Linked DNA regions of Anas platyrhynchos: region 1 is linked to region 2. The links are chromatin contacts, called in public Hi-C maps. All regions are on one chromosome and are shown on one strand. The core of a region is the stretch at or near the end of the contact, and the rest is flanking DNA. Distances in the headings are between cores, read along the strand shown.

Region 1 (5,806 bases), core at 3,214-5,713, 150 kb before region 2:
GGTCAAGCCAGATGTGGTCAAGTGTAAGATCATGATTTCTACAGTACGATGATCCCAATGTGTTGAAGCAGTTTTCTCAAGGTGCTGTGACATCTACACATTTATGTGCATTTGGGAGGAAGTTACTGTTAGTACTTTTTATATTAAAAAACTCTGATAGAAAGAAGACAGAAGGACACAGTATAATTAAAAGAACAGCCTCAGGTGAATTGAATGGCTTATGGCAGCTGTAATGAATGAATTGGAAGGAGAGGGTTCATCACTCAGGTCAGATTTCCTGAAGATCTGAGATCTGAAGACTCAGTTCTTCCAGCTCTAAGGGATGGGAAACTGCAAATCTGGTGCTAGATTTCCACCTGGTTTGGACCTGAACCAGTGTAAATGTGATTGTTGTTATTGTTGTTGTTGTTGCTGTTACATTAGTCCCAATTTTATGGATGTAAATGAGAAATCAGTGATACTTATTATTCCATTATCATCAGAGAGTACTTCCAGCCCTGAATTCTTGGGGTCTTGCTCTTGGGATCTCCTCTCCTCCGGTTCCCATAGCTCTATCAGGAGAGGACATTTGCAGCTCGACTGGTGCAGACCAGAACTTGGCTGCAAGCAGGTAGGGCTCAGCTCACTTTCTGGTGTGCTGCGTAAAACTTGCCCTGAGCATAACTGCGCTGCTCTTGATCAACCATAACATTTTCCTCTTCCTCTTAGCACCACTTTATGTTGCCAAAGTCAATATTTCAGGTGTTGTTTGCTTTTAATTCGACGTTTATTTCCTGCATTCAGATTTTATTAATGTGACCCCTTTTTATTGTTGTTTGTCAGCGTTAATCCAGGAGTGTATATCATCCGTAGCTAGAGTAGTATGACTGCTGAAAGGCTCCCTGACATAATTCGCTGCCCTGTTAACAGTAGCAATAATTTGAGCAATTAGAGAGGCCTCGACATGGGCTTTAACTTCTCTGTCACATAGGAATACCTCCTCGGTGAAGCTGCCATGCTATTTATACTCCTCCATCAAGTCCCAGCCTGAAATAATGCCCCAGGAGAGCAGCCTGTAATCAGTCCCTTTGCAATGACTGGATGAGCACTAAGTAACTCCTGGCCTTGATTATATTAACGAAGCTGCGTGGGGAATGCCCATCCAGAAATCCCCAGATGCCACACTGATAGAGCAGTCTGTGTGCTCACAGCATCCCTTCCCCTGGCCTGCAGTCCCTTTCCAACAGCCACAGCTTTGGTTGCAGAAGGGTTGCTTCATCTCCTGGGGACCAAACGTGATGGGAACCTCCACGAAGAGGCGCTGAAGCAACCTCTAAGCAACTCAGTCTTCTCGTGGATCATGGCAGCAGTGGCACTGTCCCTGAGGCTACCCTTACCTCTGTGCCAAGGTGGCAATGGGAATGGGCATCTCCTGAGCCAGTTAGCACTGGACAAAGTCCTACAGACAAGTGGGACATGGCTGGTACAGCCAAGTGGCACATCAGAGGGCTCCAAGTGGCACTGTCGTGTGTTTTACCATCTCTTACTCTGGATGGGGAACTGAGGCAGGGATGTCTCTTGCTCAGGAGCATGAAAATTCATGATGGAGCTGGAAATTGCCTCACATCCTAAAGGTACCTCTGCACCCCAATACAATCTCTTTCCATAATAAGTTAAGGCCTGAATCAGAACCAAGAAGAACATCCCAAGGCCAGTCAAGAGAGATTGAACCCATTGGTGTGCTTCAGTGCACCACAACGCAAAAAAAAAAGAGATGCTTCATCTAGGAAAGAACAGCCTCGCTAAACACCCTGGAAAATTTCACAAGGAAAAAAAATCCCAATACAACGTCAGAGCTTAAAGCCACCGCTTTAAAGCTCTATTTTCGGAACTCATTAAAATAGATACAATCTGCACATAAAATAAATTGCTTGCCTTATAATTTTAGCTTCAGTTAGAGATTTACTGGTAACAGCAGTAATTAACGAACTCGTTTTGCTTTCTAGTATCAAGACCCTGATTCAGCACAAGGATTTGATGGGTTTTGCTGGCTGATCTTCCCTCACGTGCCAAAGCACAACTCACAAGCATCCTCCCAGCCCGGCAGAGGGCTCCCCCCTGCCTCTTGCTGCAGTCTTGGAGGGCTTCGCACTAGGTGATGCCCCATGAGTTCAATCACCTACCCTCCCTCCGCACATCAAGACCTACAAAGAAGGGTCCAAAGCCACCTTCCTGGCTCAGCAGTGGCCTGGGGGCAGTGGACACATGGTGACAACATTTTCAGGTCACCACCCCTGAAGGATGTGCTTGGATGGAAGATAGCTGAGGTCCGTGTTTGTTTGCAGTTTGGGAGGCAAGTTTGAGCTGGGTTGTATTTAATATACCACGTTGATTAACTACAGGTTTTGTGCTTAGGAGGAATCATTATGACACGGGCCTGCAGCCTCACTCCTGCATCACCAGCAGCAGTAAGAAGTGATCTGCTCCCAAGAACGTGTCCTGCAGGAAGAGTGCTTGGAGCCAGGCTCAAGCTGCCTTCTAGGCTTAATCTATTCTCACAGTGATCTTCATCAGAGGGATTTCGGTATGAGCTTAAAACTAAGCCAGGTCAGACCCAGTGAACTCACGGCTCAAGCAGCCTAAAGTCTTTGTTGCAGAGGAACAGAGCTCAAGACTGACAGGCTGAAAGAGTGAGCAAAGCAAGAGTGGAGTAAACAAAAGAGTGCAGTCTGCTTTTGCTTTAGTGAGCAACTGGCATTTGAAACGAGGAGCAATTTCATTCTTTTTCTGTGAGTTGCTGCATGACATGATCAAACAGGAATAAGTATCTGAAATTGAAGGCCAAAAAAACAGTGCAATTGAATTGCTGATTTCTCTGTAAGGCTCCCTGAGATAAAAGGGTTGTCCCTGGGGAAATGAGAGACCAGGGGAAAGCATTAAAGGCACGGTTGATGTCTTTTCTGCTTTGCATATAATCCCCTGAAAATTGGAATGTCCGAGCGCTTGCGACGACACAAGGAGGACTAATACTCCGGGATCACATGAGCAATTATCTGACTCACAGGTGAATATGGTAATAAAGGGGCTGAAAAGCCAACTGCCAGAGAGAGGGCAAGAAGCAGCAGGCTTGCTTGGTTGTGGGTCATGCCATGAACACCTCTTGAGATCAAGCAGTAAAAAATAATTAGGGTTGGGAAGGCGAGGAGAGAGGTTCCCAGATGGTGTGGGTGATAGATAAGGAGACGGCTTTTTATCTGCTGCCAGGCCATCCTCTCATCCCGTTTGGTGACTGGCTCAGATCTCCGACACGTGGGGCTCTGTGCCAGTGGAGCTGTCAGGGCACTGCTGCTTCCAGCCTGGATTAAAGGTTAGGCAAGCTGGGTCTTGCTTTGAGGTCTGATTATTCGCTTTTGTATTTATACAGCAGAGGAGAGAGAGATTCTTGCCACTGCAGAGATGGGTCGGCTCCCCTTTCCAGAGGACGAGCAGCTGGGAGCTCAGCTGTGTCACACACGCCTCCCATGCCATGCTCTGTAAAGCAGGGTGTAGCAGGGATGACCTTTGCAGGGTCTTTGAGAGCCCTGCCCAAATTCTTGCTCTGTCCTTGTTTGCTCCTTCTTCTAATAACATACACAGCAACCATCCCATTATAACCATGATGGTCTGCAAACCAATCTGCCCTTTCCTTCCCAGCTCTGCCAGCATCCACAAACCACTCACAATTTGCCCACAGAGGAAGTCAGTCCCCTGTGTATCTGATTTTGTGCAGAAGAGAGGTCTGGCTTTGGTCTAATGGGGCATTCAGTCCAGATGTTGGCTGAGGAGCATCTGCAAGGAGCATCCTCTGTTGTTAGAGCTCCCTGAATAGCAGGAACATTTGCAATTACATTGACTGCAACAAAAAATAAATAAACAAACAAAAAACTTTAGGGCATCTTCAGGCTCCAAGGAATAAAGTGATCAGCCCTGAGGTCAGGAAGAAGCACTGGTCCTCAGGGCAGCAGTGCACAGCTAAGGCTGTTTTGCAAATCCAGTGCCTTTTGTTTAAAGCACACAATCCTAGGTCTCTAGCAAACAGCCTGGTGGGTTTTTCCAGCATGGAGATGTGTCTTGAGAAGGACAGATCTTTAAGAATTATTATAATTATTGACAAATAACAGGCCTGGTCAAAAGCAGAGGCATGTCTTAAGGTCTGTCTGGACAGCAGTAGTCAGCAGCTACCCTCTACGCTACCCAGATTTTCCCTGGCTGTGTTGGTGATGGCAGAGCAGAGCCGATCCAGCCTCTGTCTTGCATGTTCACACCAGGGTGCTTGTGGTTGACCCCTTCTCCGAGGCCATGAAGACTTTCAGTGGGGAGACAAAACAGAAATTCTGGGTTTGCAGAAAGAAATCCTGTTTTCCTGGGAGCTCAGTCTGGGCAGCAGCAGTAGGGAGCCCACAAACCAGCCGGCAGCGAGGAGCAGAGGGAACACTAGGGCGTGCTGTTCCCCCAAAGTCTGGTGCTGGTGCACATTTCTTTTGCCTAGGGATTGAGGGTTGTTTTCTGCTGTGGGTAGGCAGAGAACTTCGGTCACACGGCTTGGCTGTTCTTGCGAGGAAATTAATTGCATTTGCTGCGTGAAAGGCTTTTAGCACGGAGGTAAAAGCAGAGGGCAGGTATTTATAGGGAACCAGGGCTCAAATGCGAGATAGCGCTGCTTGTATTACAGGGAAGGAATGATGAATAACAGCAGCAGTTCGGAGGGTTTAATTAACCTTCCTGCTATTCCCATCGAGAGGGGAAAATAAGGTGGGAATTATCTCGGGGTACAAACTCGGCCGTGTGCTGACGCCAGGCACAAATGGTGCCAGCTGGGTGCAGAAGGAGGGTGCTTTACATCCCCCTCCGTTGTGCTGCTTTAAGCGTGCTGAATGCTTGATTTCACTCTACCTTTGAGGCCGAGCATTTAGCAAACTGCTGCAAAAAGTAATCCCGTGTCTCGGTAGGGAAAGCGCTCAGATGAGCGGCGTGTTGGCTTTGTTTCCCTCACACGGCAAAGAAAACTCGTGGCTCCTGAAGAAGAGGCTCTTTGTGTTCCTGCTGTTAAAGAAGGGCTCGTGCCCCCCGAAGGCTTCTAAATGAACATGTGAAATCGGTGTGGGGATTTTGAGCTCTGTAAAATTCATTGCTGTGTGCACACTCCTGCAGCACGCGGGAGCTCGGGGTATTTTCCTTTAATTTAGCAGGAAGCTGTGGCACTTCAAAGACTGTTCAGTGCATTGCTCCTGCACCTGACGAACACAAGGCCACGGTGGTGTTAAACTGCCAGCACGAAGGGAAATGCCTTCGCAAGCAGCAGCCAGGCTGCCTGATGTTCTTACCCTTGGCTATGGCCACACCGAGTCCATGTGTGCCGCCCCATCACTCCAGTTTGGCCCAGTTAATCCAGCTCTGTACCAGCTGGGACCACTAGGAGCCTCTTGCCTAAACACAGACTACCTGTGGTGTTTTTTGGGTTGCTCGTGGATTTTTAGCCGCTCTTCCTCCTGCAGTGCAGTTCAGGTAATTTCAGTGGGTTTGAAAAAAAAAAACACAACTATGGGTTTTGGTTCTGGAAATCCCGTGTCACCTGCTGCTGCCACAGCCAGGCAGTCAGATTAAGCAGCAGCCCTTTCACTGCCACATCCAATCAAGTAATTTATATGCAAACCTAATATTTACAAATCTGTGCTCTTGCACCTGCCTTTTTAACTTCATTCCTGAGCTGATGGCTGGAAAATATTTCGGGGAGGCAGCAGACTGAGAAAATGAGAGGTTTCTCCTGTACAGGCCACGACACTAAGTC
Region 2 (5,616 bases), core at 1,843-4,342:
CACATGTTTTCTTTTTTATTTTCCTTTTTAAAAAAAATCTCATTTGAACTGCTCTGGGGGGGGGGGGGGATGGGTAATTGCAGGAGCATCTCAGCAGATAAACATAAAAAGCTCAAAATATTTCATTTGAGTATGTAGTTGGCTGTACTTGTCAGGAAATAAACTGTTTTGAAGGGTCTTCAGAAGACACCTAGGAGCACTACAAAGCTTTGACCTTTAGCCCTGAGAAGGTTACATTTAAGGCCCTCGATTCTACAAACAACTGAACACAGACAATCCCTTTAATGCTTGTGTGAAGCCCCAAGAGTTTCAGCAGGTCTCATAGCTTCACTCCCAGACAGCGGGGTCACGGAGTAAGATTTCTCTGTAACTGGACTCCGCATCTCTACACAGATTTCTAAGGTATTTGTCGTGTTTTTTTTTAAGTTCCTAATACAGACAGCATTTCCCTGGCACCTTCCCTATTCTAATTGCCTCTGACAATGCACGATAGTAGTGGAATTTATGTAAGGAACATTGCTGTCACTGTACTGAAACTTAAAGATCACTCTGAAACAGAGTGGGCAGAGAGATGTATTTTTTTCCTCACTTAAAACATGAACTAAACAAAACAATGACCTTAATCACTACCTGAATAGGCTGTCTCTTACTACAGGAATCCTAAAAGCATACAGCATACTCATATGTAATGGTTTGATATTAAATTTGATGATATATCTTGCACTTATTTTTATCCTGGGATTTTTACCCCAAAAGGTCACAAGGCAGAATTAAGGGCTGGATTCTATTCAAGCTGGTGGCAAAACTAGAGTTCACTGCCAAAGGATCTTTCATACATACAATGGACTTTCAATGTAATTGCAAATATTTGGGGTAATCAGTCAATGCAATAGACTGGGTTTTTTGAACATGGAGGGTTTGGATTGGGCAGATTTTTACTGAGTTCTGAGAAATCATCTCACTCTGCTAAAAAATAGATTATTGTTATCCCCAGCATCACTACCCATGGTACTGTTAAATTGTGTGAGGTCCTTAACTACTGCTGGTTAATTACTCTGTAATTATAGATGTTGCATGCTACCCACGAAAAAATATATAAAAAGCCATTATAAAATGTGCCTTGGGACGAGCTGAAGTGGACAGAGAGGAAACACAGAAGTGGATTTCTGGCAGTGAACATTTTATGTGTGGCAGATCGACAGCACAAAAATGGATAGGAAGAGTAAAGGGGCAAAGAAAAAGTGCCAAAATGTGATGGAGAATGAAGAGGAGTTTGCAAACAAACAGAATAAAGGATTATTTAAAGTATAAAAAATAAAACAAAGAGCTACTTAGAAACAAAATAAACCACTTGATGATTCAGTTGCTTCAGTATGTCTTGGGTGGTGTTGAGTGCTCATGTCCTATAGCACGCACGAGCCTCTTTCATCAACAAATGACGTTTCTGCCACAAACAAAGAAACTTCATTTTCAGTAGACGCATCACGACTCCATTGACCACTTCTTTTCATGTGATGAGTAAATTTTCATGTTTTGCCCTAGTCCCCCATGTGTCTCACCTCTCTTGCTTGCCCCCTTCCAGGTTCTACATTGAAAGCATCTCCTATCTGAAGGACAATGCCACCATCGAGCTGTTTTTCTTGAACGCCAAGTCCTGCATCTACAAGGTAAGGACTCTGGGCACTCAGGATTTTGAATTTTGGCTGGAAATGAGAAAAGTGAAGCTCTGAAAAAGCAGTTGGCATTGTGTTGCCCCCAAACCTCTGCCCTCAAGTTATGAATCCCCTTAAAAGCTGCATGCTTGGGTTTCATCTCTGGACTTTGAGGTTCTGAGGTAAAACCCCCCTCCAAATAGCTCTTGTGGTTGACAGGAGGAAATCTGCAGCTGTTAAAATGAGAAAGCGCTTGGTATTTAGAAGGAAAAATCTTAATTTTGTGCTGAAAAAGCGCCGTTCGCGCTTCCCGCCCGAAGAGGGCGGCAGCGGCTGCGCGGGCTGCGGGCGGGCGCCATCTTCTGGGCTGGGGACGGGGGAGAGGGAGGGAGTGTGGCCGTCGGTGAATAAATAAAAAGTGTGTAAATAAATGTGTTTGTGAGACTGTGTGTGTGTAAGGAAAGTGTGAGTTTATGTGTGTGTGTGCGAGAGGGGGGGTGAGCACCTGAGGGGTGCTTACCATGTGTGACGACGCGTGTGTGTGTGTGACAGGAACTGTGTGAGATTTTGTGTCTGCAGGAGGGTGAGTATAGAAGTGTTAGGGATGTATATGAATCTGTGTGTGTAAAAGTGTGACTTGTGAGGGAGGTATATGAGTCTGTGCGTGTGAGTATGACTGGGAGTTTGTTGGTTGGGAGAGTAAGCGTGTGAGTGTGTTTGTGAGTGAGCATGGGGCGGTGCCTGTGTACGGAGGACCACATTGTACAGGAGCAAGCCAGCACGGAGAAACGTTTTTTTGTGCCAAAAATAGTCCTGGCGAAAACACCAGCCTGTTGTCACCAGGACGGTAATTCAGAGCTACCCTTTGCGAGGCTGTGTGCTGGAGATAAGGGTTCCTGGCACAGCCTTCCTCCACCACCCCGCAGCAGCAGGGTTGGCTTCTGTGCCACAAGCCAAACATGCAGGTCCAAAAGGAAGGGTCCAAAAAATAACCGGGTCCAAATAATAACCAGGTCCAAGAGTTGCTGCAGCACAGGCTTGGCTGCATATGGCTCTGCATATGGGAGAGGTTTTACGGCAGCTAGGATTCTCTGGAAGGATCCCTCATCCCTGTGCTGGTAGGGGCCATTCCTCATAACTCCGCTCTGTCTGGCAGGAGGAGAAATCTGTAGTCAGAGAGTGATCGTGTCCCACAACCCTGAACATGTTTTTGACAGGCTAAGTGAACTGCTTACACCAAATATGAGGCCTCACTTCCTGGTATCTGCATAGCCTAAAATGCAGGGACTAAATCTTCACATCCTAAAATGCAGGGTAAGGTTCAGGAAGCCAGAAAATACTTTTTTTTTTTTTTCCAGCACCAGGGAAGGGATGGAGTTGCTGAGCTGAGCTTCACAGAGCTCTGCTCTCTGGCAAGGCTGCAATGAGATGTGCTTAGTCAGCCCTCTCCAGCAGCAAGCTCAGTGAGCATCACATTTTGGTTCCCGGGGATAGTTCCTTTTTGGAGTGTTGCCAGGAAAAGCTTACGCTGTTGTTCTTTTTTTGGAGAAAGCTTAATAAGAAGACGGAAAATAGAAAAAAAAAAAAAAAAAAAAGAGGAAAAAAGTGCCTACAGATCTAGGTTGGTCTATTTTAGTCTGACCTCTCCCAAAACCATTACTTTGCACATTCACACTGACTGTCATCTCTGTCCAAAAATAGTCCTGCTGGATTCCCAGTCTCCCACGCGAGTCCTTCCCTGTCTGACTTCCAGCCACACTAAGCCGTGCTGTCTTATTAAAAAAGGCGCTGAATTTCAAAGTTGGTTTCAAGGTCTCTGCTCAGATGCAGAGCAAGAACCCAGACAGCAAGGAGGTATTTAATAGGTATAGAAAGGGGGGATTCAGTGCTTGCCATCCCTACAACTAGCAGGTCTTGCAAGTGCCTTCCTTATCACACAAAAAGTTTCCTCGATGGACTTCTCATAGATGGCTTCATTCCTGGTTCCCCTACCAGGAAGGGCTGTACTGGGTATGGGATGTGTAGTAACGCTGTGTTTGTACATCAAGCCTTCCCCCATTGATTCTGACGGCACACACCCTCAAATACAGGACTGCTCGTGTTGGGAGAGAAGAAAACTGTGGCCTGTTTATTGTGGTCCTGTTTAGCTGGTCCCTTGGGCTGCCAGCTGGCTCTGTGTTGTGTTGGGTGCTGTGCTGCTCCTGTGGGTCATGCAACTGACCCACATACCCAAACCCTTGCACAGGGCCAGCACAGCCGATATTGCCCAGAAAAGCCAAGCCACATTTGTACTACCAAACAGGCAGGGCTTGGCGTTGGATGCTGTCCCTCTGCCAGTCACGGTGTTTAATTAAAAACACTCTCTGGTACGGGTGCTAACTAGCCCTGACCCGGGCATTGCTGGGGCACTGTCCAGGCACGAGCACCTGTTCCCGAGAGGCAATGCACTTGAGCTAACTCTGTTTGGGACTGGGGGAGGGAAGAAAAGTGTTTAGTCATGAGCTTTACTCTGCCATGTACCCTTAGGGCCAGAGAATGGGCCCTGGCCCACTCTACCTACTAGTACAGACTTGCCACAACCTCGACATGGGTTGTAGGGGCTGGTTCGTCCCCGCTGTGCCCGCTGCATCAAGGAGAGTGAAGACCAAGCACTCTGGTTCTCCACATCACCATTTGCTGTGGGACATGCCCAAATGTCCCAGCCTGGCCCCGTCTGCATCTGTATCGTGCACCGGCTGCTTCCCTTGGCACAGGCACACGGTGCTGCAGGTGCCTGTGTGAATCACGGGGAAGGTGTGTTCATCGCCTGTAGCAGAGCTGGGCTTCACTCCCCGGGGAGTCATCGTGCAGGAGGGGAGGGAAGTGCTTGTTTTAAAAAGCTGGCACCGGTGGAAGCCAAGGACACCTGGATCTTACCCTCTGTTTTGTTCTCTTTGTTTTGGATTTTGCCAGAGACGAAGCAACGCGATTGTGGCTTGTAAATGAGGTGCGGCCCTGACTTGGCTGGAGCACAGATCACAGCCGTGATCTATATTTAGATAACTCACTTCTTGCCAGATGAAATAAAATATTAAAAACAGCAGTTTAAATAAACACAACAGAAAATCCACCACAGGAGTAAGCTGAGCAGGGACCCGCTGTATGTGGCCACACCAGAGACCTAGTTGCATAATTGACGCCTAAGCATTATCCAAGTAAAAGCTCACTGTCTTCCCAAAAACCAACACTTGGCCATGGGATCAATGCTCCTGCCACCCATCCCAAGCATTTTTGGTGTCTGCATCCCACACGTTTAGATGAAGCAGTGCACAGACTCCCTGTGACCACTGCCTCAGACACAGCAGAAGAACCCTGAAGGGATCAGATAGGGCCCTCAGTGTCCTTGTGACCCTGGTGCCCAAGCAAAATGCTCACAATTTCACCTCACCCTCCAAGATTACTTTTGTCAGGGGCCAGGTCCTACAGAGTGAAGATATGCCAAAATGGATTCCCCAGGCTACCTTTCAGTAAATGATAAATGAAAATAAAAATGACCCTGCTCCTCCCCCTTCCACCTGCCTTCTCCTACCTCCTCCCAAGGAATCCCTTCATGCCACATCCAGTTATGCTTCATTTTCCAGGCCATCGCACTGAATATTTGTCTTTCTCTGCATAAAAGCGAGCAGGTTCAGCTTCACTTTGGTCTCCAGGAGCACAAGGACTGCTTTGAAGCCTAGCCAGAGAAAACTGGCACCACGTGCTTCATCCAGCAGTAGGAGATGCACGGTCATGTAGGAGCTCAGACTCACTGAACTCTCTTTTTTTCTGTTTTCTTCACCCTTCAAGGAACTCATCGAGGTTGACAGTGAAGTGGTGTTTGAACTAGCTGCCTACATCTTGCAGGTAAGCACCAGCCTTCTCTTGCTTGATGCTTCCTTGTGTGCTTTGACTTGTAACATCCAGAATGGCTGGTCAGAAGCACAGA

What was found. Hi-C and Micro-C count contacts between places; a contact is called where the count stands out from the background.
Region 1: a Hi-C map of F1 follicle shows a contact between it and region 2, with 6 times the contacts expected there. The contact joins two enhancer-like sites. A contact is called at or near these places in 5 of 8 Hi-C or Micro-C datasets (F1 follicle, liver, skeletal muscle and 1 more).

Annotation. Positions count from the first base shown.
Region 1 is chr1:7,400,283-7,406,088 of IASCAAS_PekinDuck_T2T, reverse strand. The region is part of intron 1 of FRMD4A (FERM domain containing 4A); the gene reads left to right. Among named protein-coding and RNA genes, the nearest start is that of FRMD4A, 130 kb to the left of the region's middle. Within about 2 kb of position 4,463, at least 1 of the 8 cell types and tissues checked has an H3K27ac peak or open chromatin away from gene starts, as enhancers often do.
Region 2 is chr1:7,252,242-7,257,857 of IASCAAS_PekinDuck_T2T, reverse strand. FRMD4A (FERM domain containing 4A) reads left to right here. Exons shown (of 23, transcript XM_072024583.1): 5 at 1,583-1,667; 6 at 5,478-5,534. Among named protein-coding and RNA genes, the nearest start is that of PRPF18, 88 kb to the right of the region's middle. Within about 2 kb of position 3,092, at least 5 of the 8 cell types and tissues checked have an H3K27ac peak or open chromatin away from gene starts, as enhancers often do.